3 separate regions of the Mus musculus genome follow, and all the other regions are linked to region 1. The links are chromatin contacts, called in public Hi-C and Micro-C maps. All regions are on one chromosome and are shown on one strand. The core of a region is the stretch at or near the end of the contact, and the rest is flanking DNA. Distances in the headings are between cores, read along the strand shown.

Evidence for each region. A called contact is a pair of places that touch in the nucleus more often than the background predicts.
Region 2: a Micro-C map of embryonic stem cells shows a contact between it and region 1, with 3 times the contacts expected there. The contact joins two enhancer-like sites. A contact is called at or near these places in 1 of 484 Hi-C or Micro-C datasets (embryonic stem cells) and 1 of 115 datasets of contacts at active chromatin or transcription factors (embryonic stem cells).
Region 3: a contact with region 1 is called in a Hi-C map of embryonic stem cells, with 4 times the contacts expected there. The contact joins two enhancer-like sites. A contact is called at or near these places in 20 of 484 Hi-C or Micro-C datasets (embryonic fibroblasts, embryonic stem cells, liver and 3 more), 4 of 115 datasets of contacts at active chromatin or transcription factors (all in embryonic stem cells) and 1 of 9 other capture datasets (embryonic stem cells).

What each region holds. Positions count from the first base shown.
Region 1 is chr1:119,346,095-119,351,222 of GRCm38.p6, reverse strand. No RefSeq gene overlaps it. Among named protein-coding and RNA genes, the nearest start is that of Gm33388, 43 kb to the right of the region's middle. Within about 2 kb of position 2,207, at least 43 of the 459 cell types and tissues checked have an H3K27ac peak or open chromatin away from gene starts, as enhancers often do. A contact at or near this core is called in embryonic stem cells, where this site is marked.
Region 2 is chr1:119,045,038-119,050,165 of GRCm38.p6, reverse strand. All of the region lies in intron 1 of Gli2 (GLI-Kruppel family member GLI2), which reads left to right. Among named protein-coding and RNA genes, the nearest start is that of Gli2, 6.0 kb to the left of the region's middle. Within about 2 kb of position 1,960, at least 125 of the 459 cell types and tissues checked have an H3K27ac peak or open chromatin away from gene starts, as enhancers often do. A contact at or near this core is called in embryonic stem cells, where this site is marked.
Region 3 is chr1:119,081,618-119,086,745 of GRCm38.p6, reverse strand. No RefSeq gene overlaps it. Among named protein-coding and RNA genes, the nearest start is that of Gli2, 31 kb to the right of the region's middle. Within about 2 kb of position 2,900, at least 18 of the 459 cell types and tissues checked have an H3K27ac peak or open chromatin away from gene starts, as enhancers often do. A contact at or near this core is called in embryonic stem cells, where this site is marked.

The DNA.
Region 1 (5,128 bases), core at 958-3,457:
GTGTGTGTGTGTTCGTGCAGGTATGTATGTGGGCACACATATATGTGGAGGGCAGAGGTGTAACCTTCAGGTAAAGTCCTGTGTTAATGAGACAGGTTCTCTCACATTTACCTGGAGCTTGCTAACTGGGATTGTAAGTATGTTACCACAAGCTGGAGTGTGACCCCGTGCTTATGAGGGTTACTGCTCTTCCAGAGGTAAACAAGTTCAGTTCCCGGCACACACACGAGGGCTGACAACAGCCTATATCTCCAGTTCCAGGCATCTGATGCCCTCTTCTGGCCTCTGAAGGCCACTGTGAAGCCTTCACTTTTAGTATCAAATGTATTTTTTATGATCAAATACAACCAACCAACCAACCAACCAACCAACCAACCAAACCTCCAAAAAATCCATGATAGAGTTAAAACTAGAAAAATAACTAAAGTTTTAATTTAAAAAATTAAAAATCTTTAAAGAAACAGGTGTGCCACTCCTCCTGTTTTTTTTTTTAAAAATAAATGAGGTTCAGGGGTTGAACTTGGGGTTCTCAGACTTGCGCAACGAGCACTTTATACCTGAGCCATATCTCTAGCCCATTCACCAGCAATCTGATATTCTGAGCCGTCTACATGTTTGTTTTACCTTACGTTTCTGCTTTTCCACAAGGCCTGACCACCTTACCTGAGGTCTGTTGCCCAGACTGGAGCAGGGTCTCATGGGGTCTGGCTTAGTCACACAGTCCAAGGGACTTGCTAAGTAGCAGCAGGCAAAGGTGTATGGCATAAGAAGCTTGAGTTCTGTGAGGTCGCTTCTGGGTCCACTCAACATGTCCTTTGACATTTGTTGTCACATCAGGCTCAGGTGTGACAGACCTTTTGTTCCCATTTTGGCGATCTGCCTTCTGACCGGGCCTCTGGGCAACAGGTTTGGTATGGCTTTCATTTTTCTCCTCTCCTGTGTTCTTTTTCACTGCCCCTCCCCCCTTTTCTTTTCCATGCTATATACCCCAGACTGGACACAAGCTTGTAATCCTCTTGCCTCTGCCTCTTATGGGTTGGAATTCCAACCCATATGTGTTGTTGGTGAGCAAGTCCCAGCCATCCTCCTGCCTCTGTTCCTCACCCAGTCCCTGAGTCCTTGTGCTTGTATAGCAAATGCTCTGATCCACTAAAGCTACTTCTCTGCCTCCCATTAGTTAATCTCAATTGTCAAATATGTGAAATATGTCAAAATTTGTGAAATATGAGACAAATTTCTGGGTACGTCTGTGAGGGAGGTTCCAGATTAGGTAAGCTGAAGTAGAGAGATTCACCCTGAACATGCTGGCACTGTCTATGGGCTGGGGTCCTGGACTGAATAAAACAGAGACTGTGAGCTGACACCAGCATCCATCTCTCTGCAGCCTGACTGTGGATGCCGTGTGAGCAGCCGCCTCCCGCTCCCGCTGCCGTGCCTTCCCCGCCATGATGGCCTGTGAGCTGGAATAAACCCTTCCTCCACGAAGCTGCCTCTGTCAGGCATCATGTCACAGCAACAGGAAAAGTCACAAATATAGGTGCTCACTCGTTGATGCCACGACACATTGGTCTTAAAGATTAAGGTCTGAGGTGACACCTTTCTCTTTGTGCACCAGAGGAGGGCACAGCACTGCTGCAGTGTATGGTCCCACTCTTGGGGTGGAAAGGGAAAGGGTGTGCTGTCTGTGTGACAGTGTAGAGTTCAGAACCCACACAGCTCCCTGCCTCCAGGTAGTGGGAGCTGGGAAGGGGTCAGGTAGTAGGATCCTATGCTCTCTCTCTAGGTTGCCAGTGCCCAGGAGGCCGGGTGCTTTGAGGGCCAGGACAGGAGAATCACTGGGTCTTGCTGGCTGCTGGCCTAGCTCTAGGTTCTGTGAGAAGACTGTCTCCAGGGACTACGATAGAGAGCAATAAAGCATTTGACTTGACATTTTCCTCTGACTTCTGTCTGTGTACACACTACATGTACACGGCACTATATTACAGTACAGTACATACCTCTCCAAACAGAATGATAACAAACATAGCTTTTGGGGGTGAAAACCTTAACTGACAAGCCTGCCCCAGCCCTTGACTGACTAGCCTGCTGAGCATAAGCTCACTATCTCCTTTTGTAAATCAGGGAAGAGCTGCTACGCGGTGTAGGACGGAAGCGCCTGCTCCCAGGCGAGCCCCAACACCAGCCCTTGTTGATCCAGCAGTTGTGGAGCATCAAGTTGGCCACGCCTCCTGAGTGCCCCTGGCTCTGGGCTTCTGATGGGAGCTCGCACAGCTAGGGCTCCTCCGTCCTTTTTCTGCTGTGGTGGACCTGGGGGTCTCTCCACAGGCCCCGCCATTGTTTTCTCCTGCCCCAATCTGTTTTGAATCAACCACGTTTTCCTCCTGAGCAGTAATCCCAAGCATCGGAGGGATATTGTGAAATGTCAGGCCTTTCTGGAGGAATCTCAGCAACATGTTTTTGAATGTTCAGCATCACATATGGGGACAATAAATACTGAAAATATGTGGAAGGGAACAGGATGGGAGCGTGCTTGGCTCGAAGCTTCGCTTCCCGCCCTGGAGCCGGATTTTTGCATCACAATAAATTAGCTGCTGTGGAAGGAGAGTCCCAGAAGCATTCTGGGCCCCCACCCCAGCAGCCCTTGACCTCAGGAGCCAGGCCTTGAGTCACAGACTAGTGTCCTTAGGCTAGTCTCCAAGAGCTCCTGGGTCGACTGTCTACAGCCCACTTGCTGAGCCATGGCTACCTATGCAGGCGATGGTGCTAAGATCGGGTAGCAGGACCTTACCGCCCGCTCTGCCTTCAGGGAACACTCAACGCTGGGCTGATACCAGTGGGGAAGACTCTGTGCCTGGCAAGTTTCATTCTCTGACAGCATTGACTCCCAGCACAGCAATCCAGAGAGCCCTGAAGATATATTCATCTTACACCCGTACCTACCGCCGTAATGAGAACCTGTGAGGTGTGTGTGTGTGTGTGTGTGTGTGTGTGTGTGTGTGTGTGTGTACAGGCTCATACAAGCTCACACAACACTTTAGATACAGCCTGTGTTTAAGTCAAGTTCACACTAATGTGAGAATGGTAACCTTGGGGGAGACACCTTACTTCTCAGTGTCCTTGTCCATAGAATGATAACAAGTGCCCTGTTCCAGGGAAGGTGTTCAGGACCTATGAGCCTGTCCTCTGTTTTCTTAGACACAGGCTGCTAGCATTGGGAGCATGCTGCCTTAAAGTAGATAATGGCTGGAACATTGCATCATTAACAACACAATAGTTGCCACTTGCCGCTGAGTACCCCTGTGTTCTTAGTTCCTCAAGCTGTCCAGGAGTTGGGTGGTTGTTGCCCCACCTTGGTGGGGTGACCAAAAACACCAGAGTGCCCATGGACAGTCTGGAAGAATGGGGGCTCCTGCCTGCTCCTGCACTCTTCTTGGTGGTTGTAAGTCATTCTGCAAAGAAGGGTTCACTGGGCCTCACACTCATGCAGTCAAGGATGACTTTGAATTTCTGATCCTCCTGCCTTTACCTGCTGAGTGCTGGGATGTCAGGCTACACAAGGTCTGACTTGTGTGATGCTGGAAACAGAGCTTGCGGCCTTGTGCACACTAAACAAGTACTCTACGAATTGAGCCACAACCCAAGATACCAGAATATGGGCCGGTAAGATGACTCAGCTTGTGAGAGAAGTAGCCATGCAAGGTACTTGCATGTAAGGTCTGAGTACAGTCCCCAAGATGGCCAGAAGTGGAACTGACTCTTGAAAGATGTTGGAGGAAGCTCAGGCCCAGAGAGGAAGGCCCTGCTGGACATATAAGAAAAGTAAGGTCGCAGTGACCAAGTCCCAGGACTCCCGGATGCTGCAGTTAAAGTGTCCCAGGGCCCTCTTCTGTTGCTGCATCCTCTGCAGGTGCCCAGGAAGCCATCCTTCCTGCTGTCTGTTCCCAGATCTGGCCCATGCTGGCCAGGATCTCCCTGAGGCCATATGTACCAGCCAGGTGGGAACCCAGAGGCTGGACTCAGCCCCTTGCAGCTGGATGACCTTGGGTCAGTCATTTCCCTCCTCCATTTCTCATTTCCTTTCTTATAGTGGAGGCCAACCCTCACTCCCAGAGTTTTCCAGTCCTGGATTGATTTCTGGGACACCCTTGGGCTGCTAGTATGTGCTCAGTTAATGAGTCACACCTGCTTTCTGGAAGAGTCCCCAGGCTCTTCCTCTTGATGTGGACCGGCTCCCATCTGGGGCAGGCTCTGTTTTGACTGCATAGTGGCTCCCCAGGGTGTCCCCATAGCCTGAATTTGGCGTTGGCATGTGTGTCCACCCTGCTCCACCCCTCTTATCCTCATTCCCTGTAGCAGCTGGCTCACGAAGGCTGCCTATAAGTGATTCATCTGTTTTGATCTGGGTCCTGTTAGGGACACCGCTTCTGTGGGCCCCAGGCCAGGTGACCCAATTCTTCCTCAACAAATAACAAAAATAAGGAGAGACTCAGCAGCCACCCATCCCACCAGCTGCCCACCACCACCATCCATTCACCAGATCCTTGCTATTTCCTATCTCCTTATCCGCCATTCTGCTCCCCTTCATCCAGGCTGCTGTTTCATTTAGTCATTCACTGCCTTGTCTAGAACCAGGTATCCAATCAAAATGGGTTAATGGGAGGCCGGTGAGTTGGTGCAGTGGTGAAAAACATTTGCTGTGCAGGCCGGACTTTGAGCCCAGAGCCCACAGTGGAAGGAGAGAACCAACTCCCTAAAGCTCTCCTCTGACATTGGCATGTGTGTGAATAATAAACAAATTTTAAAAATATATCTGATGAGCAGATTCGCTTCTTTGTGTATCTTAAAAGCAAACATTTTATTAAGCTTGCCTTGGGACTCTCCATGGGTTTTCAAGATTGAATCTTGGTGGAGAAGTCCAGTGAAAGAGGCTCAGATGGTAAAGGGCTTGAGGTCAGTATTCAGAATTAGGCAGCAATGCTTTTAGAATCCAGGGCTGGGGATGAGATGGGAGGAGACTGGGGGGGGGGGCCCCCCGGCGCGCGCGGAGGGGGGGGGGTGGGCTCGTGGGTCAGCCAGCCCCGCCAAATCAGTGAGCGCCTGCTTCTGTAAGAAGCTCAGTTTAAAAAAA
Region 2 (5,128 bases), core at 711-3,210, 300 kb after region 1:
TTAACTGGCACATCAGGGGCCAGAGGCCAGGTGGACTTCACTGTGGACAGCTGCAGCTGCTGGGCCAGGGCCCATTGAAAGGGAACCCCAGGGAAGCAACTCCCTCCTTTCTTCTTTTCACTAAGCATCAGAGGCATGGACATGTGAGGAATGCCAACTAAAGACTGTGTTCTCAGATTCTAGAACACCAGGAGGGGTAGAGTCGGTGACTGGGTCGGCAGCCAGGCTACCCAGATACTTAGTGCCCAGCGTGCTCTCATTTTTAAAGAACTTAGGGGAAGAGAATAAGTACTCTGGTGTCCTTTGCTGATAGGTATGGACTGAGGTTAGCAGCAGTGGCTGTCAGCTGACCGATAGGATCTTAGAGTAAAGAAGACCACCTTCTCTATGATTCTGTGGCTTTCAAGTAAACACAGCTCCATCCATACTCAGCACTTGTCTTTTTTTTTTTTTTTTCCAAATCTGAAGGCTTGTGGAAAATGTAAAGGACTTAGAAAATGAAAACTTTGGCCATTGTTTTTAGATTTTTGAGGGTGACAAAAGTGTCACTTTTAAAACACACATTTTAAATCCTGGGAAAACCCAGGGAGATGACCTCTCTCTCGGAGAGGCTTACTGTCCTGAATCCTTCCAACAACTGAAGAAGTCTTGTTTCTACTTAGGTTTTCCTTCTGGCTTGTTACGTATCATACATGAGCTGGGAAATAACTCTTTCAAGATGTGACCAGACAGGACCCATTAATTTTTTTTTTCTTTTTTCGGGACTTGGGTTTAAATAGAACGAATCAACGTGGGTTTCTTTCTTTCTTTCTTTCTTTCTTTCTTCCTTTCTTTCGTGTGTGTTTCACATGTGTGTCTTTTAAAAAGGCAGGTTGTTTCTGGACAGTGTGTTTTAACTGAGTGCTGGGTTTCAACATTAGCATAAGAAAACCACTTTTAGTGCTTTGGCTTTTGTGTTGAATGAGGAGTTGGTACTAACGGGAGGCACGCTGAGAAGGGTGATGGCCCATTGAGATTCTTGCGGCAGTCCCTGCTCCTTTGCTGCCTGCGGATCTGGGATCAGATAACACTTTTATCTTGCCTTTTCCCAATTCTCTGCCCTTTTTGGTTCGGGCACTTTTGTCCGAGTTTATTGACTGCTTTCGTCTCTGCGAATCTGTGGAAAATTTAATGAACCTCAAACCAGCAAATGAAATAAAGAGAACTTTTTAATTTATCAGCCCGGGGCTAGGATTGAATCGCCTCTTTGGGTGCAGAGGGTCCCAGTCCTCCAGTGAGAGAACTCAGGAAGGCCAGAGGGTGGTCCCTATACAGACTGGATTCCCACTCAAGGGAACGTAAAACCCGGGGTCTCAGAGGCCGGTGGCCAGTCTTGCTGCAGCCCCCCAGCCTTTTCCTCCAGGATCCAGGCTCTGAGGGGTTGGCATGGGTGGAGGAGAGACAGTTGCACAGCCTGTCTCTGCCCTCTGCTTTCCCTGGGACACAGTTAAGTATCTCCCTACCTCTAGACCTGGCTTTCACCCTGTAATTAGGCAAAGCCCCGGGTGTGATTAAAGCTGCTGACTTGGCAGGGCTTGGAGTCCTTTTTCTGTATGAGGGTGAACTCTTGCTCTTTCCTCGTCTTACTCGGCCCTCATACTTCTGGGTTGCTGGGTGTCTCACTTATTCTTTCTTCCCGGTTTATCCCTCTCTCTCCCTCCCTCCCTCCCTCCCTCCCTCCCTCCCTCCCTCCCTCCCTCCTTTCAATCTCTTCTGTCCTTTTCTCCCCTTCCTAACTTCCTCTCTCTTTTCCCCATCGTTCCTTTTCTTCTTCTTGTCTCCACTTTCTTCTCCCCTGCCCCCCTTCCCATACCCTCTTCATCCCTCCTTTCCTCCCCTGCTCCTCTTTGTCTCTCCCTCCTCCGCCCCACCCCCGCCCGTCTGCCCCGCCCCATCCCTTCCCGCCCCGCCCCTCCGAGGTTCCGCCGTCCCGGTGGGGCCGCGCAGGCCGCGTGTCCGGGCGGCGCCAAGCGCGCCCGGTCCCGGGAACATTCCGTGCCCGAGCGCCCGCGGCCTCCCACCTGCGCGCCCGCCCGCTCCGCGCGCGCAAACAATGGCCACATTGTTGCGGCGGATGGCGGGAGCCGCCCGGGACCCTGCTCGTGGCCCTGCTCGTGGCTGGGAAGGAAGAAGGCCAGAGGGCCAAGTCCTGGCGCCCGCCTGGGGCATAGTGCCCACCTGAGCCCGGGGCCGACACGGTGTCCCTAACCTTGGTCTCCTTCCTCATGCCTTCCGCAGATGCTCAAGTTTAGAGAATCGGAGCCTTTGATGAGGGAGGGGGGAGAGAGAGAGATCCGGTTGCTAAACTTTCAGGGGTGTTTGAAACTTTCCTTAAGACATCTGTAGTGTGTAGCTCGCAAGGCCCCAAAGCTAGGAAGAAACGGGCTCTTCTCCTGGCCATGCCCATTCGTCCTGACCTCTCAGCTTGCATAAAAAGATCTTTGAACACTTAGGACAGAATGTTTAAAAGAACATCGTGCAGGGCCTCGCATAGGCCCCTTTCAGCCCCTGCTTAACGCCCTGTCTTTGTGCCTTGGACAATGAAATAAGTCAGGCCGACGTTGGAGCCTCATTTATAAGAAACTGTAAGGGCCGCTCAAGTACACTTGTGCTAAGTTGAATTGATTGAAGTTTAATGGCGGTTAGTGGCGATGAATGGTAATGATTTTCCAGCGTATCTTTGGCATACTTGACATTAATAACTGGAGGGAGGGAGGGAGGGAGGGAGGGAGAGAGAGAGAGAGAGAGAGAGAGAGAGAGAGAGAGAGAGAGGAGGCTAAGTCTGCCTGGAGCCTGCCACACACACACAGGAGGCAGCTGCATTATGCATCTTACTACATGTCAGTCCATTCCTCAGATCCTTTCCCTTCCTGCTAGATTGCAGTTGCTTGAATGATTTACACACAAACACACGCGCGCGCACACATACACACACACCAAAAAATGGTAGAAAGGAGGAAAGAAAAATCTTTCGCCATTGACTGTGTACATCATGTCAGCATAAATTTGAGTTCGGGATTCTTTTTTCTTCAATTCTTACATAAATCAGCTTCTAATATACAGAATGTGATGAGTTTGTTTTAGATGGCATCATGAATTAATGGTATGCAAATCGAAGCTTTGCAGGTGGAATGATTTACTTAATAATTTCAATTTCTAATATTTAGGCTTATTCATTATGCTGGGAGTTTTTTAAAAGGTCCATATATTTTAAACCGAAGATGGGGAGATTAGTATGCAAGTGTTTGCAGTGTAGGCAGAGATGGAGGACTGGAAACAGGGCCTTAACTTGTTACTTTTTTTTTTTTTTTTTGAGAATCTGTAATTGATCAAGCATTAGCCAGGGGAGCTAGGGACCGACCCAGTGTGGTCTAGGGGAAAGACACAGAAACTCACTGGTGTAATATGAAGTGTGGAGTCCAGGAGTGCGGCTACGGTGATGCTGGGCAGAGGGAGCAGGGTTGTGGTGTGGGTGGGTTCAGATGCCTCTGCGGGGCTTTCACTTCAAACTGAAGAGTTGCTCATTAAGTACTTGATTATGAAGTGGCCGTGCTGTGGAACCTGGGGCTGAGGACCACCCAGGCAATTCATGGAATTTCTTTTTTTACACAGGGTGTTTTTCTCGGGGACAAGCGGAGACAGAGAGAAAAGTGGTAGATGGATGGACTTTGTAGAGAGATCAGGTCCAACTGTTTGTGTTGCTCTCAGGAAGAGGAGCTCCAGCCGCACTACCACTGTTTGGTGACTGTGCACATGCTCCTTTCCTCCTTGTTTCCACCCCATACAAGCAACTGAAGGAAGGGGGCTTTGTTTGGTCCACAGTCCATCCAGGCAGAGAAATCACGGTGACCGGGTGGGTGCGGTAACTCAGCACGTGGCACCCACGTGTAGGAAGCAGAGAGCAATGAGTGCTGGTACTAAGCTTGGGGTGTTTTTCTTTAGTCTAGAACTCCACCCCGTGGAAATGATGTCTCCCGCGTTTAGGATGGGCTTTCCTACCTCAGCTACCCTAATCTAGAAAATACTTCACTGACAGGTCCAAAGGCTTGTCTCTAGGGTGATTTTAGATCTTGTGGATAATCGGTGTCAACCATCATATGGTGAAGGGGGAAGGTGTTGGCGAATGCAGCCTGTTTTCCCCAGTAGCCAACATGTCCTGGGCAGTAGGGTCAGGACCCAGAATCAGAGGGAGACAGGGTTGTGGTGGGAGTAACCAGCGTCTGGGAACCTCTGGGGTCTGTGGCAAGGGATTTGCTTTCCCATCATTGATCTCTCCTGCTAGGCAGCTTCAGAATTCAGTGTAGCTATAAGGCATAAGGTTCTCACCCTTCCTAAGGCTGTGACCCTTTGATACAGTTTCTCAGCCCCCAACCATAACATTATACTGTTATGAACTCTAAACATCTGATATCCCCCTGGGGAAAGTGTTGATTAACCCTCAAAGGGGTCAAGACCCACAGGTTGAGAACCTCTGCACTAAGGTATAGTGACTGGTCAAAGGGGTAGGTAGAGTGGTCATGGGTATCCTGATGGCCACTTAGTCAGAGATGGCCCTTTTACACTCCCCTGAAAGCTGAAGGCAGTTTAGGAAGGGCTGACACATAAATATGTCTCAGATCTTTAAAGATGAAGGCAGCATTTTGATTTAAAAAAAAAATCGAGGTCGCAAACATGCAATGACGGGTTGAAGGCCCACCGCTTAGACACTTCCACAGACAGCCCTGGGCTGTGCCTTTGTGATGCATGGTGTGTGTCCAGGCAGGGACAGAATATTTAGGGCTGTCCCTCCTTATCTTCAAGAGATCAAGGAGAGGGGACAGCTCTGATGAGGTTTGAGGGCAAGGTATATGCTCCACGTCTTGTTTATGCCCAGAGAGAGGAAGTCAGCAGATCCACCAAGGCCTCTTAGGTATGCAGATCAGGAATGGAGGGGAGGGGAGAAAGTGAGGTGGATGTTTGTCTAGAGAAGATGAAGTGTGTAATAGACATAATATAGTAGGTTACACTGGGAATAGAGTCTGTTCCTGGGCTCTTTGTACTGGTAAATGTGAGGAGAGACGTGTGATCTGTGTATTTATGCAGAAACCCG
Region 3 (5,128 bases), core at 1,651-4,150, 270 kb after region 1:
TGAGCTCCACAGGCAAGCCCAGCATGCACACACGCCCCTCCCCCAACAATAGATAGATAGATAGATAGATAGATAGATAGATAGATAGATAGATAGATGACAGACAGACAGACAGATTTAAAGGAACGTAGCAAAACTGCCAGGCATAGTAGTAAATGCTGAGACACAGGAGGATCAGAAGTTCATGAGACTAAAGCTGACTGTGGAAACAGGGCCCAGCCACTATGAAATTCCCAAAAGGCATTGTTGTGTGTACTTAAAGAGCAATTAAAGGCCTAGAGAGAGGGCTCCGTGGTTAAGAGCACTTGCTGCTCTTGCAGAGAGGACCAGGGTTCTGTTCCCAGCACCCATGTGATGACACACAACCATCTTTAACTCCAGTTCCAGGGGCTCTGATGCCCTCTTTCAGCCTCCAAGGCACCAGGCACATGCAGGGTGCCCATGCAGGCACACAGGTCCTCTACTCGGGGTCTTACAGGATGCAAACCACCGAGCCGGTCGCCTGTGCTCTCATCTGGAGCCTGGGTGAGTGTCCAGATTACTTACTTTTCTGTTACTGTGAGAAAACATCATGACCAAAGGCAACTTTAGGAAGAGACGGTTTATTTCAGCTCAGAGATTCAGAGTTCAACCGTTGCCCAGAGCGTGGCAACAAGAGGCAGACATGGCAGAAGGAGCAGCCGCTGAGTGGTCATAGCCTGAACTGAAAGCAAGAAGCAGAAAGAGTGAAATGCAAATGGTAGAAGGGTGAGCTTGTGTCGTGGGCGTGGCTGGGCGTGGCTAGGGCGTGGCGAGTATGTGGTAAGAGCGGCTAGTGCTGCTCTGGCAGGCCTTGCCAGCCTCTCTTGTCCCCCTTGCCTTGCTAAAAACCCATTAGGTTGCATTCCTAAAGCTAGCCACCAAGGTCTATTCCCTCATTTGGCCACTTTCCCCTCCTGAGGCTGACTACCAAGGTCCAGCTATTAAAGTACTGAAGTCCAGCAATCAGAAGCCCCCTTTGGCTCACCTAATTAACATGCCCAATTAAATTAAACACCTCATCCTAACTTGGGGTTTCCCACCCTTTACCTTTATAAACTGCTATTTGCCTATAGGCCACCCCTGCCTCCTCTTTTTCCAAAGGCAGTCTTTTGTCCTCTGGGGCTTTTTAAATTGCAGGCAGAGACATGCTCGTTGTATCAAACCTTTCCTGATATGCAGGTGTCAGTTTCTGATTCCATCTTGCCAAGAGGCATTTTTTAAATTGTCTATTGATCAGACGCAGCTCACCCATTTTTAAAGTCTCTGTTGATCAGACATACCTTCCTCGGAACAGTTAAGCAAGCAGTTATGTAGTTCCCCACAAGTACTACAAGCAGGCTTACTCTGTGACTGTAGCTGTTTCTCTAGGGACGTGTCCCAAACTACCCAAGATTGGTGGTCACATCTGGAGGATCAATAGAGGTAGAGAGAGGAGAGGGGAGGGGAGGGGAGGGGAGGGGAGGGGAGGGGAGGGGAGGGGAGGGGAGGGGAGGAGAGGAGAGGAGAGGAAGGTTTTATCCCTCAAAAGAGTATTGCAACAGACACAGAATCATCCCCAGGGCTTTCAGCCTGTGAGGTCCCAGCCTTGCCCATGATCAGCAAAGTGGAACTAAGTATCACTGAGTGTAGACAGCATAGGGCGAGCAAGGAGAGCTCGAAACACACGCAATCTAGGTACTAAGCATAGAGGCCTCCAAATTCACCACAGGTCCTTGCCACATGGGAGGGGTCCCCATGGGCCTTGCCACAACAGAGTCCCATCAGTGAGACACCTACACGCTGTTCCCTACGGATGCTGCATGCCCACCGCCACTGGTGGGCCTTAATAGGGACCTTAATCTGTCAAACTTCTTCGCCTGTATCATATGCGAGCAATTCATTCCCAAGTGTGAACTCACTGTACTCCTTCCTGCAGCATCTCAGAACTGGAGACTCTGCCTCCCTTTCCTAACTCGGGTTGGCCTAAGGTATTCCCGTACTGTAATCCCAACATTCGGGGCGCAGAGGCAAGAGGACCACAAATCCAAAGGTTACCCATGGCTACCCTGGAGACTCTGTTTCAGGAAGTGGAGGTGGGGGATACTTGCTAAGTAACCTGAAAATCTGAACACGGTTGGAATGGTAAATATTCTCGAGCATGAGGGGGGTTATGTATTAATAAAGCTTGCTCGCTTCCTTAGTTCTGGCTGTCACACTGGGATTGCATAGTTCTTATTCTTAGTGGAATGAGAGCTACTGACCACTTACAGAGTGCAATGACACTCTTTCTACACCTCGCCAACAGCTCCACACTCAATACGCGTGTGCAAGATTGCCCGCAAGCAGTGTCTATGTGTAGCTATATCATATTCATTGAAGGACCTAGAAAACAATACAGCAGTACACTGAGAATCACACACACACACATATGCACACACGCTCACTCACACACACACACACACACACACACACTCATGCACTCATATACACTCATACGTGAAAGCACACACATATGCACACACACATAAATGCAACAAAGTGTACAGGAAGCAGACACCCCCCAAGGGAGGCTCCTCATTGCTTTCTTGCCCACCTGTCTTTCCTCTGCTGAGGTCCTCCTGGGCTCTGACCACACAAGACGCACTGGGAAAGGACAGGCCCAAAGCTTCCTGTGCCCACAGCCCCTGGCTGGTCTGTTCCTCTGGAAGAGTTGTAGAAGACCTGAAAAACAAAAGGTCCTGCTGAGAGCTCCGGAAATAGCTAAGAGGCTGGTGAAGGGTGGGACCATAGAGAGGCTTCTGATACCTGTGGACCCTGGAAATCCTGCCCCAGCCCTTTGAGGACACCCACTTCAGTCGGCCTTCACTAGTGTCTTTTCAAATTACACCACCAGAGGGCAGAAGAAAACCAAGAATAGCGTCTTCCACAGTGGTCCTCGGGCGCCATCCCTCCAAGTGAGTCTGGACCCTAAACACAGAGAGAACAAAGCAATTGCATGGGGTGAGTTCCATGAAGCATTCTGACTCCTTTCTGTAGAAGCAACTAGGAGGTATCCGTGCGGTATCCACAGTACTCCAAGCAGCGCATTAGGTGGGCGGGGAAACAGTTCAGAGGGTAGAAAGCTTGCCTGGTATGCAGGAAGCCCTGGGTTCAGTCCCACCAGACACAGTAGCACACACCTGTTACACTAGCTCTGGGGAGGTAGAGGCAGGATGGGCGGTTCACGGTCATCCTCTGCTACACAGTGATTTCTAGGCCAGCCTGGGCCACAGGAAACCCTGATGGAAGCTTCTGAGGTGGGTGGCCCCGCAAGGGTGGAGACAAGATTTCCAGGTCTAGCAGGCTATAGAAGCCACTCTATGTCCTCATTCATGAAAGGGGGGTGGGGGGAGGAGGGAAGACAAGGTGGAAAGAAGGTGGCTCAGCAAGCAAAAGAGCTTTCAGGACCTGAAATCCTTCCCCAGAGCTAAAGGTAAGAGAAGAAAACCAACTCCATAAAGCTGTCCTCTGACCTCCACATATGCACCATGGTACGCTCTGTCTCAGTCTCTGTCTCTGTCTGTCTGTCTCTGTCTATCTGTCTCTCTCACACACACAATTAATAATAATAATAATAATAATAATAATAATAATAATAATAATATGTTTTAAAAGCAGACACTATGTTTATTCCATTTGTAGCATCCAGAATATCTAGTTCCAGTCCAATTGTTACTTATTTTGAGATAGGATCTCACAATGTAGCCCAGGCTGGGCTGGAATTCACAGAGATCTGCCTGCTTCTGCATCCAGAGTTCCGAGATCAACGGCAAGCATCACCACAAAGCCGGTTTGTTGTTGTTGTTGTTGTTGTTGTTGTTGTTGTTGTTGTTGTATTGTGATGATGGAGAAAGCCCAGGTTCCACAGAGGCTAAGTGCTGCCCTCCACTGGGCCACTGGGTGGCAGCACTGAGTCAGAATACCAGCTTTTCCTGACCGTGTGTGGGACTTCTTTAGTGGTAGCATAAGGAAAAGAGCAAGAGACCACAGGTGGCAGACAGACAGGAGAGATGAAGGCCAGCTGGAGATATCACTGGTACTGCGTAACCAGAATTTGCGATATAAGGAAAGGCTTTCCTTCCGTCTACCAGACCCTTCTTCTTCCCATCCTCTCACTGCCTCCTGCTTCTGGGAAGTGCAATGTGAGCTCCACTGTGCGTGCTCTTTCTTGTACAACAGCCAACGCCTCAGCCAGTAGCTGCCAGGAGGAGTCCCCAGCACCACCTGCCCTCTTCACAGAGTTTGTAATTGGCAGGCCTCACCTTGAAACTTGGTTTCTTTGACCCTTGTTCTTTTGTTTACTACTGGGATGCTGGGTGGTGACAGTAGGAATCTTTCTCGTGGACACTGGGATGATTACTTTTAAAATAAGAATAAAACCAGAAAGGGCTGGCCCAATCCGCCACTGAGAAAGCGCTCAGCTTAAGTTGGCTTCTATCTGTGGCCCTGGCATTCTGGAGGCAGAGGTGGGAGAAGGAACCAACAGTTACCCTTGGTTACATGTGAGTTTGAGGCCAGCCTGAGCCCTCTGATACTTTGTCTAGGAAAGAAAAGGAGGGGGGCAGGGAAGAGAGAGGAAGGAAAGGGAAGGGAGGGGCAGAACCAGAGATGGGCAGAGGTCTAGAGACCTGAGGTGGATTCCAGTAGCCCACGTTAAGGTGGAAGCGGAGAACCAACACCACTAGGTTGTCCTCTGACCTCCACACGAATATTGTACCCTGCAGTCCCCGTGCCACAATAGTAATTAATTTAATTTACAATTTAAGGACTGGAGAGATGGCTCAGTGGGTAAGAACACTTGTTCTTGCTGTAAACCTGGGTTCAGTTCCCAGGCCCCACGTGGTGGCTCACAATTGTCTGTAACTCCAGTCCCAGGGGATCTAAAGACCTCTTCCGACCTCTGTGACACAGGAACATACATCTAGAAGATACATAAAACAAAAGAAAAGGGGCTGGTGAGATGGCTCAACAGCTATAAGCACTGACTGTTCTACCAGAGGTCCTGAGTTCAAATCCCAGGACCCACATGGTGGCTCACAGACATCTATAAAAGGGATCTGATGCCCTCTTTTCCTGCATGTGGTTCTGG